Linked DNA regions of Mus musculus: regions 2 and 3 are each linked to region 1. The links are chromatin contacts, called in public ChIA-PET and HiChIP or PLAC-seq maps. All regions are on one chromosome and are shown on one strand. Each heading gives the region's core, a stretch centred on a gene start, on an enhancer-like site or on the middle of the called end of the contact. The rest is flanking DNA. Distances are from core to core; before and after follow the strand shown. Region 1 holds the start of Sash3 (SAM and SH3 domain containing 3). Region 2 has its middle 49 kb from the start of Apln. Region 3 has its middle 26 kb from the start of Bcorl1.

What was found. ChIA-PET counts read pairs in DNA pulled down with a chosen protein or histone mark. HiChIP or PLAC-seq counts read pairs in DNA pulled down with a chosen protein or histone mark.
Region 2: a contact with region 1 is called in an H3K4me3 HiChIP or PLAC-seq map of bone marrow-derived macrophages, with 2.8 times the contacts expected there. The contact joins the enhancer-like site here to the promoter of Sash3 in region 1. A contact is called at or near these places in 7 of 39 promoter capture datasets (the 3T3-L1 cell line, 3T3-L1-derived adipocytes, embryonic stem cells and 3 more), 2 of 484 Hi-C or Micro-C datasets (cranial neural crest and embryonic fibroblasts), 4 of 115 datasets of contacts at active chromatin or transcription factors (acute myeloid leukemia, bone marrow-derived macrophages and embryonic stem cells) and 2 of 9 other capture datasets (adipose tissue and embryonic stem cells).
Region 3: a contact with region 1 is called in an RNA polymerase II ChIA-PET map of effector CD8 T cells, with 17 read pairs. The contact joins the enhancer-like site here to the promoter of Sash3 in region 1. A contact is called at or near these places in 6 of 39 promoter capture datasets (the C10 cell line, the HPC-7 cell line, cranial neural crest and 2 more), 5 of 115 datasets of contacts at active chromatin or transcription factors (effector CD8 T cells, memory CD8 T cells, microglia and 2 more) and 2 of 9 other capture datasets (adipose tissue and liver).

Annotation. Positions count from the first base shown.
Region 1 is chrX:48,144,566-48,149,269 of GRCm38.p6, forward strand. It overlaps Sash3 (SAM and SH3 domain containing 3), which reads left to right and starts at 1,871. Exons shown (of 8, transcript NM_028773.4): 1 at 1,871-2,152. The coding sequence starts at 2,096.
Region 2 is chrX:47,983,312-47,988,015 of GRCm38.p6, forward strand. No RefSeq gene overlaps it. Among named protein-coding and RNA genes, the nearest start is that of Apln, 49 kb to the right of the region's middle. Within about 2 kb of position 2,055, at least 8 of the 459 cell types and tissues checked have an H3K27ac peak or open chromatin away from gene starts, as enhancers often do. A contact at or near this core is called in adipose tissue and bone marrow-derived macrophages, where this site is marked.
Region 3 is chrX:48,312,939-48,317,642 of GRCm38.p6, forward strand. No RefSeq gene overlaps it. Among named protein-coding and RNA genes, the nearest start is that of Bcorl1, 26 kb to the right of the region's middle. Within about 2 kb of position 1,828, at least 256 of the 459 cell types and tissues checked have an H3K27ac peak or open chromatin away from gene starts, as enhancers often do. A contact at or near this core is called in the HPC-7 cell line, adipose tissue, effector CD8 T cells and 5 more, where this site is marked.

The DNA of each region.
Region 1 (4,704 bases), core at 621-3,120:
ATACATGTGACTGAGTATTTACCTTAAGGACATTCAATAAGTACTTGTACATTTTTTAAAAAATCAACCAAGGCAAGATAATTATTGTGGGTTCAGACAACTGAATGCTAATCAGCCATGTAAAAAAAAAATCGTATCATTCAGGCTAAGAAGATGATTCGTTGAGGAAAGAGCGTGTTGTAAAAGCACGAATACTTGAGTTTGTATCCCTGGAACCTACATAAAAGCTGGGTGATAGACAGATATCTATAACTCCAGCCCTGAATGGGGAAAGCAGAGACCTATGGATCCCAGAAGGTCACTAGCCAGCCAGTCTAGCTGAAAACCATCAGCTCCAGATGTGGCGAGGGCCCCTTTCCCCAAAACTAAGGTAGAGAGTAATAGAGCATCGACTGCTACCCCCAGATGTGAACGCACAGCTGAGAACGCATCCTGAGTGTGCACACATACACACGCATGTCCACATGAAAAATAACCGTTCCAGACTAGTTCGGCCAGTCATGGTGGTCCACATCTATAATCCCAGCACTCATCATAAGTTCCAAGCCAGCCTGGGACACACAGTAAGGCCTTGAGCAGGAGAAATGGGGAGTTTATTTTCATTAAAAATTCAAGATAGTTTTCCTGATGTAGACATTCCTAAAACTATTACCACAATCACAATAAACAAACTTATTCATCACCTCCAAAATGTTCTATATGTCCTTAGTTATCTGTCCCTCCAATTTTTCCAAATCTCCCCAAACCAATGTTTTTCGTCCTGTACGGGTGTGATTCTTTGTAAGAAGTAAATTTCTGTCTAGAGAGAGGTGCTAGGTGCTGAAAACAGTAAAGGATATTTACCTAAACAGTGTGAAATCCAATTATGGAGACTTTTTTGAAATTTCATTTTATTGTCATCTGTATTTGATAAAGTGTAAATGATACATACCAGTTGCTTTGTAGTGAACAGGAATCATTGAAAGTACTTAAACATCTACCGCAATTGCTCAATGGTAGTAAACTTACCTGGCATGGGTAAGCCATAGGTGAGACCCCTAAGCACTGCAAATCAACATTGCCATTGTCATCATTATCATCATCATCACCATCATGTGCTGAATGTAACCCACAAGATGGGCGCAATGCCCAGGCAGTTGATGAATGCCTTTTGAATGGGGCACCTGCTGTTGACGTGGCATTGCCTTCAAACATTTCTCAGTTGTTCTTGTATGACCTGAGGGGTTGTTGTGTGTAGGCACACCTCATCTAGACTGAAAACCATATGTGTGCTGATGGAAATGTGGATAGTTGCTGGATTGATAGCTTTAGAAACAGTGGATACAGGGCTATTGAAGGTTGTAGGGATGAGAGCATCATGGAAATGACTATAGCATCTGTAAAGGTGACCACTCTAAGGATGATGAAGCAGTAGAAATCTCTGAAGAGATGAGAGCTTTACCAATCATAGCTAAGGTATACTGACGGCAGTAGGGATGGTAGGAGGGATGATGGCTGGGGCGTGGGGAGTGGTGGTAGTCACGGTTGTAGTAATGGCTATCTGGTAATGGTAGCAGTAGTGATAACCATCAAGATGATGGCCACAGGAGTGACAGTAATGGTAATCGTGATCGCAGTAATGACTTGGAAGATGCAAATAGACTGGGGGCATTTACTCAACAGGCAGGGAGATTGTTCACCTTCTGATTTCAGAGGTTTAGTCAGTGAGTGTAAAGCCCAAATAAGCCAGAACATGAAAGGACTGTAGTGGATGACCGGAGACAACAGGATTGGGGCTTTTCTCTGACTGTTCAACTCAAGGTCTGTCTGCATCAGAATCTCTGGAGACTGAAGCTGGGACTTCCTTCCTCCCTAGAGGCCGGCAGGGGCCATGATTGCTGTAAGAGCAGGTCACGTGGCAAGGTTTCCTGTATGCTGCTGCTGCTGGGTGTCCATGGCCCGCACCCCCAAGCTGCCACTGCAGCAGTAAAGAGTAGCAGCCCCAGGCTCAGTCTATGCTGTGCCAACTGGCTGGTGCTGGGGAGGCTTTAACAAGAGATTTTTGCATCTTAGCTCCTTGGAGAACAGAGCAGGAGTGCCATTTCTGTAGAGGACCATGTTGCGTCGCAAACCCTCCAACGCCAGTGACAAAGAGCCCACTCAGAAGAAAAAGGTAAGGCGCATCTTTGAGCGTACACTCCTTCCTTCTCTCCTCTACACTCTCTACCAAGGCCTTCATGGACTCTTAGAAGGTGGAAGTTGAACCAAGGCTCTATGTTGAGCTTGGACGTGAGGGTTCTTCCAGAAAGCAAGGGGATGGGGCTCAACGCTCACTTGAGTAGTAAAAGTACTGAAGGTACTTTCTAAACTCTGGAATACAGAGCTATGAGTTGGGCCTTTGGAAGTCTAGAGTGATAGACTGAAGAACATAAGAGTTAAATCCACAGACATCAGTTGGAGAGTTACAAAATGTCGTGTTCAAATTGAATCCAAAGAGCGTAATTAATTTTGTCTCTCTAGCTCGGGTTCTGTGTTGCTTTTGCTCGAGTGTGTCCTCTGGGGACTACCTCATTCAAAGGGCCCTACTAGCCTACCCAGCCAAGGTGGTCACAGACTCCCTAACTCTTTGGCAGGAGCCATAGCCATTTCCCACTAGGCTCAGATCTACAACATCTCCCCCAGGCCACTGGAGATGAAGCAGTAAGTAAATTTCAGACTCAGGAAAAGAGCCCACCCAAATGCCGTAAAGTTCAGGTGGTGGTGGTGGTGTGTGTGTGTGTGTGGGGGGGGTTGAACAGGTTCTTTCTGGGCAAGTGAACTTATGAAGAATGAGAAATGGAGCTGATGACTTGCATGGTGAGTAGGTGTGAGAGCTAAGGGGGAAAAGTTCGTTGGGGGAGGGAAGGGGATTTCAAAGTCCAGGAAGGAAGGTAGCTGTCAAAAATGGCTGAAGTGTTCATCTTCCTGAGACAGGAGCTAGACTGAATGATTCTTGAAGACTCTGATATCCAGGTTTCCCTGGCTGTATGTATAGAGTTCATTTTATGTCAGGACTCTCCCAGGCAATCAGCCTGTCCAGTCTGCATGTCTAAGTGGACCACAGGAATGGTCCAAAGCAGGCCTGACTAGATCCAAGCACCCAAGCCTTAATCAGGGGCCTCCAGGACTCTCACTGTGCCCTATCCATTTTTCCATGGAATTCAACTCAGGTGCACTGTGGGGGGATGCCCCCTTGTCAGAACAGTTCCCAGGCAGTGGGCGACAACTAAGAGACAGGCTGAGAGCATTGGGGTGTGCATCCTGTCCCACCTCTCAGGATCTGGGTGGCTGCCGCTTTCGGCTGTACTCTCTCCACTTCAGCTGCTTCTGTAAGATCGCAGTGGCGGGTAGGTGGAGAAGGGTAAGATTTGTGAATATTCACACAGGGCCTTGTCACCCCACCCCCCCACCCCCGCCAAAACTAGGCCCCAAAGGCTTGTCATTGGCTGCCACTCCTCAAGAGCAAAGCCACTTCCCCTTGCTCTCAAGCTCATGAGAAAAACAGAGACTGCTATATAGACCCTGGTAGGCCCCAAACCACAGCAGAATCAAGCTGGAAGAAAAAGTCTGAGAAAGAGCTGACACCAGAGTCCGCAGCTACCTCAGGTAGAGGTGCCCCAAGGCCTACAGAATAAGAAACCCCTTTCCTCTCTCTTGGCTCCAGTTACTCAGATCCTGCATCTGGGAATCCCTCCAGGTTTCCTCTAGAAAAGTCTGTGGTCCACATCCTTTAGTCCACACAAACTGCACCTCACCCCTGCCAGGGCCTCTGGCAGCCTCCAGGAGGCCAGATGAGTTTGCCTTTACATATTCAAGCCCCATACTATAAAAATGCCCTTAACACAACCAAACCTCCAGAAGATGTGGCATCGTCCCAAGGCCCAGAGACAGTAGCCAGCTTCATCTTTGATTGCCAGATGACTGAAGTCAAGTCTCTTCCCTTTGGAAACTGAGGTGATGTGATAGAAGGGAATATACAGGGACAAAGGAAGCTCCTCCCTCCTGTTCCTGCCTCTTTTCCTCCTTCAGCCAATGAAAATGTACTGGAGAGAGGGCAAGAAAGTGGAGTTAGAATGCTCCCATTCTGCCATAGGAGCCTGGACAGTACTTCCCCTGGGCCTCAGTTTCTTCACCTCTGAAAGAAAAGGTGATCTCTGGAGGTAGGGCTCACTGGAATAATAGCTGTGAGAGCACCCTCTCCGGTGTGTGCTTCTGCCTACAAGGGGGTGCTAGCTTTGGCATGAGCCCAGATGGAGCAGACACACAGCAAAGAATAAACCAAGGTCCCAGTCTTGAAGTACAGAAAGCAGGGCCTAACGGTATGGAGAGCCACACTGAGGGAAGGCTTGTCAGCGGCCACGTGCTACACTCTGTACCTCAGTCACGGTTTAGCTTGCGGAGTTTTCACTGCAACCTCAGAGTAGAGACAGGTATATACTGATTTCACACTGGACACTCCGACTGGGGACATTTGCTGGAGCTATCACAGAGAGTGTGTTGCAGCGTTCCAAGCCAGGGTGCTTAATTTCAGAATCTTCTCTCCTTCTCTCTGCATACCCTTGTCCCATAACTGATCTCAGAAGCACTAAGAGAGAGTAACAAGCCCAAGATTCAGCCCTCCAGTAGAAGAACTCTGCAAGGAACACCAAGAAAGTTGTGGACTGAGAGATGAGAGAAGCCAACAGA
Region 2 (4,704 bases), core at 805-3,304, 160 kb before region 1:
CCCTCCTTCTCTCCTTCCTTCCTTCCTTCCTTCCTTCCTTCCTTCCTTCTTTCTTTCTTTCTTGCTTGCTTGCTTTCTTGCTTTCTTGCTTTCTTGCTTTCTTTCTCTCTCTTTGTCTTTCCAATCACTATGTATTTTATTTCCCTTTCTTGGTGTATCAAAGTGGTTAGGGCCTTGCAGTACTATGTTGAGTGAAAGTGCAGAGAGTGGATAGCTTGAACTGTTCCTGATCAATTGTAGGGGACAGTAGTAAATCTTTCACAACTAAGTAGTCATAGCTTATTGTAGGTATGCAGATGGTAATACAGTTCCTTTCTTTCTTTCTTTCTTTTTTCCGGTCCCACTCCCTCAGGCCCCCGATCTCTCCGGCCATATTTATTTCATATATGTGGATATACTGTCACTGTCTTCAGACACAGCAGAAGACACATTGGATGCCCATTACAGATGGTTGTGAGCCACCATGTGGTTGCTGGGAATTGAACTCAGAGCCTCTGGAAGAGCAGTCAGTGCTCTTAACCACTGAGCCATCTCTCCAGCCCCGTAAAATGTTTTTCAAAGAACAAATGATCCAATCCAAAAATTGTGCAAGTTAATTAACAGACAATTCTCAGAGGAAGTACAAATGTCCAATAAGCATATGAAAATGTTCAGTGTCTTAGCCATCAGTGAGAGTAACATAAAGGAACCCTTCCCAGTCTCTGTAGTTCTTTCTCACCTTTCCTTAATAAATCTACATGTGCTATGCTAATGAAACAAACACACAAATAGAAAACTATTTGGAGATTCCATCTAACCGAATCAGAGTGGCTTTTACGAAAGAAAGCAAATGTTGGTGCATATTCAGAGAGAGTGGTGTGGAATCCTCATCCCCAGCCGGTGAGAATTCAAACTGGTACAGTGACTATGGAAATCAATCAGAGTTTCTCAAAAAGCTGAGAAGACCACTGACTGTCCTGAAGGATTCTAAGTCACCATACCTCAGAGCTACCTGAGCAGCCATATTTACTGCTACAGTATTCACAATAGCTTTTAAATGGAGCCAGCCTAAATGACCATCAACGGATGGATGGCTAAAGAAAATGAGATGTGTATGCCCAACAGATGTTTTTTCAGCCATCAAGAAAACAGAAATCCTAGGATTCATAGGCAGATCAGATAGCACTGAGGATTGTCATGTTAAACCAAATAACCAGTCTCACAAAGCAAAGTGTCACCTGCTTTAATGTACGTGGAAACAGTGCTCTAAACTCTTGACAACAGTCCTTTGGGATCATAACATGGTTGTCCATGATAACTTCAGAATGTGCATGGAGGGAACTTTAGAAGCCATTAAGTGCATGAAAGATTTGTCCTGATGCTGTACATTACCTTTATATGGAAAGCAGAATGTTGCTTAAAATTACAGGAGCATCCATAGTGACTTTGGGAGTATTGCTGGAAATTATGGTAAAGTGCATACGCATGCATGGAGGGAACTTTAGAAGCCATTAAGTGCATGAAAGATTTGTCCTGGTGCTGTACATTGCCTTTATATGGAAAGCAGAATGTTGCTTAAAATTACAGGAGCATCCATAGTGACTTTGGGAGTATTGCTGGAAATTATGGTAAAGTGCATACGCTTTGATTGATGATCAACCTCAATGATTTTAGTGACCTTGGATATTTCACAGCTGGTTTACTAGATGTTTTACAATGAGTGAATATTACTTTTTTATACTCAGAAAAAGATTAAGGAAAACAGTATTTTGTGAAAAAAGAAATGTCTCTGTGTTGGAGTGAATGAATACAGTTTCTCCCTCAAGAATAGAGGTGACTGGAGGCGTCCTTGCCAGTGCTATGCCCTCACCCTCATATTGAAGGGTTTTGACAGAGGATCACTGACATCTCATCTTATATGTACCCCATAGGAATAGCTCTATGGAGTATAGATCTCCAAGATAACGCCCTAACACAAGCACACACACACACACACACACACACACACACACACACGCACGCACGCACGCACGCACGCACGCGCGCGCGCGCGCGCGCACAAAATAAGGATCACGTGCAGGTTGCAGCTATGGCCAGTAGATGGCAGCAGAGAATGACGGTTCTCTCTTGTTAAAAGCATTTAACTGGAGTTATTTTTCTTATTTTGGCATTGTTTCTTTTCTACTGTTGCTCAAAAAGCCAACAAAAACAAAGCCTTTAAAAAAAAAGACTGAATTGGAAATGTGTAAAGGCAGTGGATATTTCAGCCCATAGTTCATAGAACACCATGCCAAATCAAATAATATTTTCCTTTCTCAGTTATTTTGAAAGCACCAACCACAGTTGGGAAGTAATCTTGCTGCCTAGAGCTAATGACTTACATCTTCTGTGGAGAGGGGAAAGGAAGTGACTGGACCATCTGGAGGAGAGGGCTGGGGAGAGACGTATGAGAACTGGGAAGAAACCAAATGAGCCCTGACCAGGTAGCTGGAGAAGGAATGAGATTGAAGGTAGACAAGGTTGTTGTGAGTTGCAGTAGAGCCCTCCAAATGCATATGTTCACGTTTTAATCCCCAGCACCCATGAATGTGACCTAATTTGGAAAACACTTTTCCTAGCTTTCTCCCAATGGCTTGGAGATGCAGTTACCGGCTCCTTTTGCTTCTTGGCCCCACCACTAACTGGTGGCATGTACTGGGATTTGGTCACATCTCCTCTCCTACTGCATTTCTCCATTAACCTAGCTCATTCTTTTGCCTGCAGTTCCCACCTGTGGGCTAACAAGTCCCAAACCATTGGATCTGAAGCGGTATCCATCCCTGCCACCTTCCACTTCAGAACCATTTTTACATTGGTGTTATCACCTACTTGGTTGGTGTTCTGAAGTCTGCTATTTTTTAAAAATAATGGAGTGATCACAGGGGCTAGAGTCCCCTAACTATTCCCAATGCAAGGTAATGTTCCAGAATGTGTGAGTGCCCCCCTCTGTCTTCTTCCCTTCCTTCCTCTCTCTCTCTCCTTCCCTCCCTCCCTCTCCCTCCCCCTCCTCCCCACCTCCAATCTCCATCCCTACCTCTGTCACTGTTTCTGTCTTTGACTGTCTCTGTGGAGTGTGTGTGTGTGTGTGTGTGTGTGTGTGTGTGTGTGTTTTCAAGATAGGGTTTCTCTGTATAGCCCTGGCTGTCCTGGAACTCAGTCCATAGACAAGGCTGGTTTTGAACTCAGAGATCCACCTTCCTCTGCCTTCACGAGTGCTGGGATTCAAGGTGTTATGCCACCCCCACCTGGCACCCACTGATCTCTTTAAATATAGGAATCATGCTCACTCCAGGGAGATAATCATACCACAAGACATAAGTTAGAACTGACAGCTGCTAAAGGGATGGCAGAGCGACATCTCACATTGATTCCCTGAACACAATTGCTTGGCCCGAGCGTGAGTGGCATTCAGAATACTTCCCACCAGTATTTTCTCTTTCTATGAAAGCATAAAACGGGTTGAGTTGACATTAAGTGAATACTTATATGTCACTACAGACTAGAGAGCTCCGCCCAGATGCCCCACATTTATCTTGGACTGAACCCATCATTTAAAAAAAAAAAACCAAAGCAGCCAAACCTTTCCTGAGTTTTCTGTGTCCTCAATGAATGCCACTACAGTCCTACCAACAGAAATAGTCTGCTGTAAGTGGTGAGGGGGACTGGAGTGAACACCTCTGTGTAGTGCCCTAGCTGATGAGATTTATACTAAATTCAAGGACACCCTGGGAAACCCAGAATGCCAAAATAACCTGTTTGGAGAAAGTAGACACAGGGTATACTTTCTGAGGGACCTTACCCAGAAGCCTCGCCCACCTGCCTAGCCACAAGGACTCTTGGTGATAATGTTTAGTATTATACTATACAATATGACTAATGTATGATTTTCCTGTGAACAAATTCTGTAGAATTCTGTTCTAGAGGCTCTCAGGGGTTGGCAAACCATGGTCCAAATCCAACATACCATCTAATTTTGTAAGCAAAGTTTGATTGGAGCACAGCAATGCTATTTTTTCCAGGTTATCTATAACTGTGTTTTACTACAATGAGAGAATTGCATGGTTGCGGCAGTGACTCACAAACAAAACCATTTACTACCTGGCCCTTCAGAGAAACATTGTAATCTAGACTGTTCTGCTCTGAGCCCTACCAAGTGGCGGCAGGGCCCTTTAGCACAATCTTTGGTAGCAAGTCTATGCTATCCATCATTTAACTCAAAAGAATTCATACATGAATGCTCAGAAGACCAACGAAACGGCAGTTAACAAATATGGTTCTGAGCAGCCATTTCGCCCCTCATCACTCACAGCTGGAGTGAGCATGGAGCGACTGTGAACTGGTGCACCTGCCGTTCCCACACTCCTCCTCAGTCCCTGTGAGCCTCTCATTGTACTGAACTGGTTCTCCTGTCTGCACTCAATCAACAGGGCTGGGACAACTGGATCGCCATCTGGAAGAATCCATCCAGAGTTGGATCCATCCCATACCCTGAGAACAAGATAAAATTCCCACCGCTGCAGACTGAAGAGTTTCCTCTGCCTGATGAGGTCCCTGGATGGATGATCAGTTTAGAGGTACAGAAGATAAGCAAATGCCTTGTGGGAACTGGGGGGTTAGGGTTTGATGGAGCTAGTATACAGCAAGCAGACTCCTCGGCTGGAAAGAAGAGGAGCCAACAATGTGTAT
Region 3 (4,704 bases), core at 578-3,077, 170 kb after region 1:
ACAAATCTCAGTTGCTTGTGGGCCATGTGGTTTGTGGCTAGTTGTAGTCTTTGAGGGGTCAGGGAAATAAGGGGGGGTAAGGGATACTTCTTCTCACTGTGCAGGGTCCCTTCCAAATCCTGCCAAGACATACTGCAACTACTGATATTTTTGAAAAGCAGCAGGGCTCTGTGCTGATATGCATGCATGTTTGCACTGCCTGCCATACATTGGTGTTGGAAGAAAAGTGCCAGGGTACAGAAGGTGCTATGTGGCAGTAGACAGGTCTTACCCCTAAAGGAGTACTACTTCCAAGCCAGGTGTGTAGGTGGATGGCTTGACCAGGAAAAGCTTAGAAGTCTAAATCCTCATTTCTAGCATTAGAAAAAGAAGCTTTGAATGCCTTCCGTATATGCCAGCCTTCTTGTGGGCACTAAGCTGTGATGTTAAGATCATCTCCATTGTAGCCGGGCAGTGGTGGCGCACGCCTTTAATCCCAGCACTTGGGAGGCAGAGGCAGGCGGATTTCTGAGTTCGAGGCCAGCCTGGTCTACAAAGTTGAGTTCCAGGACAGCCAGGGCTATACAGAGAAACCCTATCTCGAAAAACAAAAACAAAACAAAAAAATCATCTCCATCACTTGAATACTTATGACCTAGCACAGGTGACAGAAACAATAAAACATGCTACCAAAACTATGGCAACGAGAATTAATAAAGAATCATTCAGCCATTTGAAGTGGCGAGCTAGAGGGACTTGGGGGAGAATATGGCTGCTTAATCTGACCCCGAAGCACAAACCCCATTCTAATCTCTATTACCATCTCCCTGCGTGAGCTCAGCAAATGATTAAGCCATCTGGGTGGCCTCAGTTTCTCCACCTTCAAAATGGGAGCCATAAACTGAGCGAAGCTGCTTGTGTTTTTGAAATGCTGAAGGAGCTCAATCAAGTTCAAAGCCAGTGTGGGCTCCGTGGTGAAGTCCAGACCAGTCTGAGGTACCTAGCAAGACTCCGCCTCAATAAGTAAATAATTAAATAGAAAAATAAAACAATCAGGGGCGGTAATCTGTGAAGTCAGGCCCCTGCGTGTCTGTGTCTTGTGTAGCCTACCTCTCATTTTGTTTGGACCCCACATTCAACATGGACCCCTGCAGCGAGCTGAGGGAGAGTATAACAACGATTTCCTCGCGATCCCAAGTAAACACGGTGAAGAGCCGAAGACTAAGGAAAATTGAGATTGAGAGGCTGAGGGAAGTTACAAGGGAGATTCAGTTGTGCGCAGGATGTGCGTGGCCCCAAAGGAAGAGGAGAGGAGAGTTCAGAGTTTAACTTCTCTTCTGACTTAACTAACCACCTTTATGTATCAAATAATCCTTCCAAAACCTTTCCTCTCCTCCACCTTTGAAGCAAGTCCTCTACCCAACCCCAGCAATCTATCTTGAGGACCAGGGAACTGAGCTGCCCTTTCCGACCTCTTCCTCTCATTGATTGGCATCACCTTCATTTCTCTAAGGAGTCCAGCGGAGCATCTGCCTGCACTTTTTTTGTTGTTGTTGTTAAAATTCCAATCCCACTTTAGGGGAGACGATTGCCAGCTGCATTCCGTTTTGTCTTCGCTGAACAAGGACAGAGTTCCTTTTACTGGCCCTAAACTGCTCCCTGTAGAGCTTCAGCGGGGCTAGAGAGCTCCGGTCCTGGACTGGGCCAAGCAGGCTGCGCTGCCACTCCAGGATTTCCTGCACTTGGAGAGGCGAGGTCGGCTCGAACTTCGGCCTGTGGAGAAGGCAACTCCGCATCTCTTTAAGATGCAGAAACTCCCAGCCCACGCCCACACCCACGCCCCTCGGGCCACCCCCGCCCGCCTTAGGCTCCTCCCACAGCCCTCGGTGTCAAGGGCCTCCCAGCCACCTGCCCGATGCACATCCCGCGAGCAAAGCACGACCGCGGGAGAAGGAAGCGGAGATCGTGCCCACACCAGCCGGGCGCTGACTACTGCCAGCAGCTCGCTTTCCCCGGTCGTCTGCCCTTACCCAGCATGCACTTCCAGGCCCTGAGCTATCTTGGAGCCGCAGCCCTTGGGGTCAGAGCGGCCAGAAGAAACAGGAAGTTTGGGACGGTCTTAGTCCTGGGGCAGGGAGTCCGAAAAGGCAGGCCCTTCGCTCCGCGCTGCCCACCCTCCCCACCGCCCATCGCCGGCCCTCTCCATCTGGCACTTCCCTGGGGTCCGTTTCGGGGGCTGGCCTGAACTCGAAAAAAATCCAGATGTGTTAGGGGGGTCATTCAAGGCACAATCCCAGGCTTCTCTTCGCAGTAGCATCTTTAGGTATAAAGATCGAGGGTGTACAGGAAGGGAGAGAATGCCCTGGTCCTGATGAAGTGGTAGTCCCAAGGGTAAGGAAGGAGAGAGGCGATAGATTTGGGTAAGGGTAGTGACTAGAGATTCATTTCCCACGGACCGTCTCTTGGATAAGGCAATGGTTAGAACCCAGTGCAGAATCCAGAGATCATTGCTTCCGCCCTCCATCCAGCTAGTTAGCTTCTCTCCATATTAACTTTAGAGACGTTCCAGCCCATCAGGGACCATCTCACAAGTCAGCACTGCCATTCACTAGAAGCACTTGGCAAAATAGAAGTGACCCCTAATGCAGCCCTATTCTTAGTGCAGAGAACACAAAGCACATGCCCATTGAAGGTGATCTCCATCCACAGCATTTGGACAGGCAGAGAGGACTGGATTCTCTGTCCCGGGGGTCTCTCTCTCACTCCCCACTCCTAAGTCCCTACTAGCTAAACCAATGACACCACCAACTTCAATCCTCACGTTGTCGTCTCCCCACCCCCACCCCCAACTGAGAGAGGTTTGGGTAGCAGTTGCTCCCAGTGAGCTGTTTTGATCCCAGCATGCCATTTGGCCAATCCTCTTCTGGTTGTGCAGACAGGCCCTCTGTGCCTCTGCTTGGAAACACTGGTTCTCTTCCCACAACCTCACTCTTCAATCCAAAACCCGCTTCCTTGCTCACTAGACATGCCCAAGTTCTCCTGGATGATTTCCTGAATCTTCCTAGCTTTGTCTCGAGGAGGGGGCCAGGGCGTGACAAAGGTGCAAGTCTTAAATGGCTTGAAAGTAAGACTGTGACGGTAATAATTCAAGGGTTTTAGAACGGTTGTAAAGTGAGAGTATTACTGGCATAGTTTCTGCCTCGGACACCCCCAGGCAGAATTAATTGGTCCTTTTTCTGTGCTCTCCTAATGCAGTCTTAATCTTTATGCCTCTATTATCACATTGTATTGTAATTATTTGTTTATGTGTTTGTCTGCCCCGTCGAAGGTGAGCCCCTGGAGGGCAGAAACCACACCTTATTTATTTCTATCTCTCTAGCTCCCCACACACTTCCTAGCTCAGTAAAGGGCTGTTGACTAAATGACCTAGAAATGGAAGGGATTCTGTTAATTGACAGACTCTCGTTTGCCTTTCCTATTCTTTGATGCAACTTCGACATGCATCCATGGATACACTCACTGATGTAAATGCTCAAACTCAGCTGATATACAAAAGCCAATGTACCACACAGTCTGGGTGTCAGTATAAGACCACACCTTGTAAAGTAAGAGGATGCTACCTCACATCAAGTAACTGTCTTTCTGAACGTCTTCAAACCCAACTATCTGACAAATCAACAGCCAACAATCACAACTGTTTTGGTGGATGTTTTTTCATTGGCCTGGCTTTTAAAGTAACCTCAATTCAAGGTGTCAAAACACTGAACACTGGAGCCAGAAGGACTCTCTAAGGTGCTCTCAGAAAATTTCTTTTGCAGATGAGATGTTCCTCAGTACAAAGTCAGTCTTTTGTTCTTCATACCTTGAGTATGCATATGTATAACATGTGTTTGTATGTTGGCACCTGCCAGAATCTGCTGACATGTATAGCCATAGATATATCTGAAACCTGTGCCACCATTGCACAGGATCTATCAAGCCAGTGAGAATGGTCCCATCTGAGTGGAGGAGGAGGACAGGGTTCGTGCAGATCAAAGAAGGGAGGGCAGGGGTCACCCAGGCCAGGCCACCCTTGCCAGAATGCAAAGGGGGATAAAGAAGCCTACAGGTCAGGTTTGCAGCTGTCACCGAGTGTGCTTGGCTCTCCCAGCTCCCCTCTGCCCCACCCCTCCCCGCTGCCCCAGCCTGTAGAGGCGGAAAACATCCTGTGCTCATTCCAGGAGCATGTGCGCACTGCCTGTGAGGTATGTGAGTAGCGAACTTCCAGCTGCCGTCTTACACTTAAAGGTCCTGACAGGCCAACTCCTCCTCCCAAATAAAACCATTACCCACCACTGGCCTTTCTTCACATGGCGACCAGGACTCAACAGGAGAGATAGCAAGGCTTCCCCCTACCCTCCATCTCCTTGAGGATTTTTTTTTTCCCTTTCAGAACCAACTCCGACTGCGACTTCGAAGTCTACACAGGCTTAACCCCTACCTGTGTGTGAAAGCCTCTTGCAACCTGCTCCAGAGGATACTCTGTAGCTGGGCTCTGTTCTTATTTTCCCATCTAGGTCCTTGCAACTCCAACCCAGAGAATCCCGTTATCTGTTCCTTGCTTTTGCATAGTGCTTTACAGCTTTCAAAGCACAGTCCCATACAGGTCCTATTTTACATTTGTCAGGAGCTCTAAGGCAAGCATTAGTAGCTTCCTTTTACTGCACCAGGAGAGTGTAGCTCGAA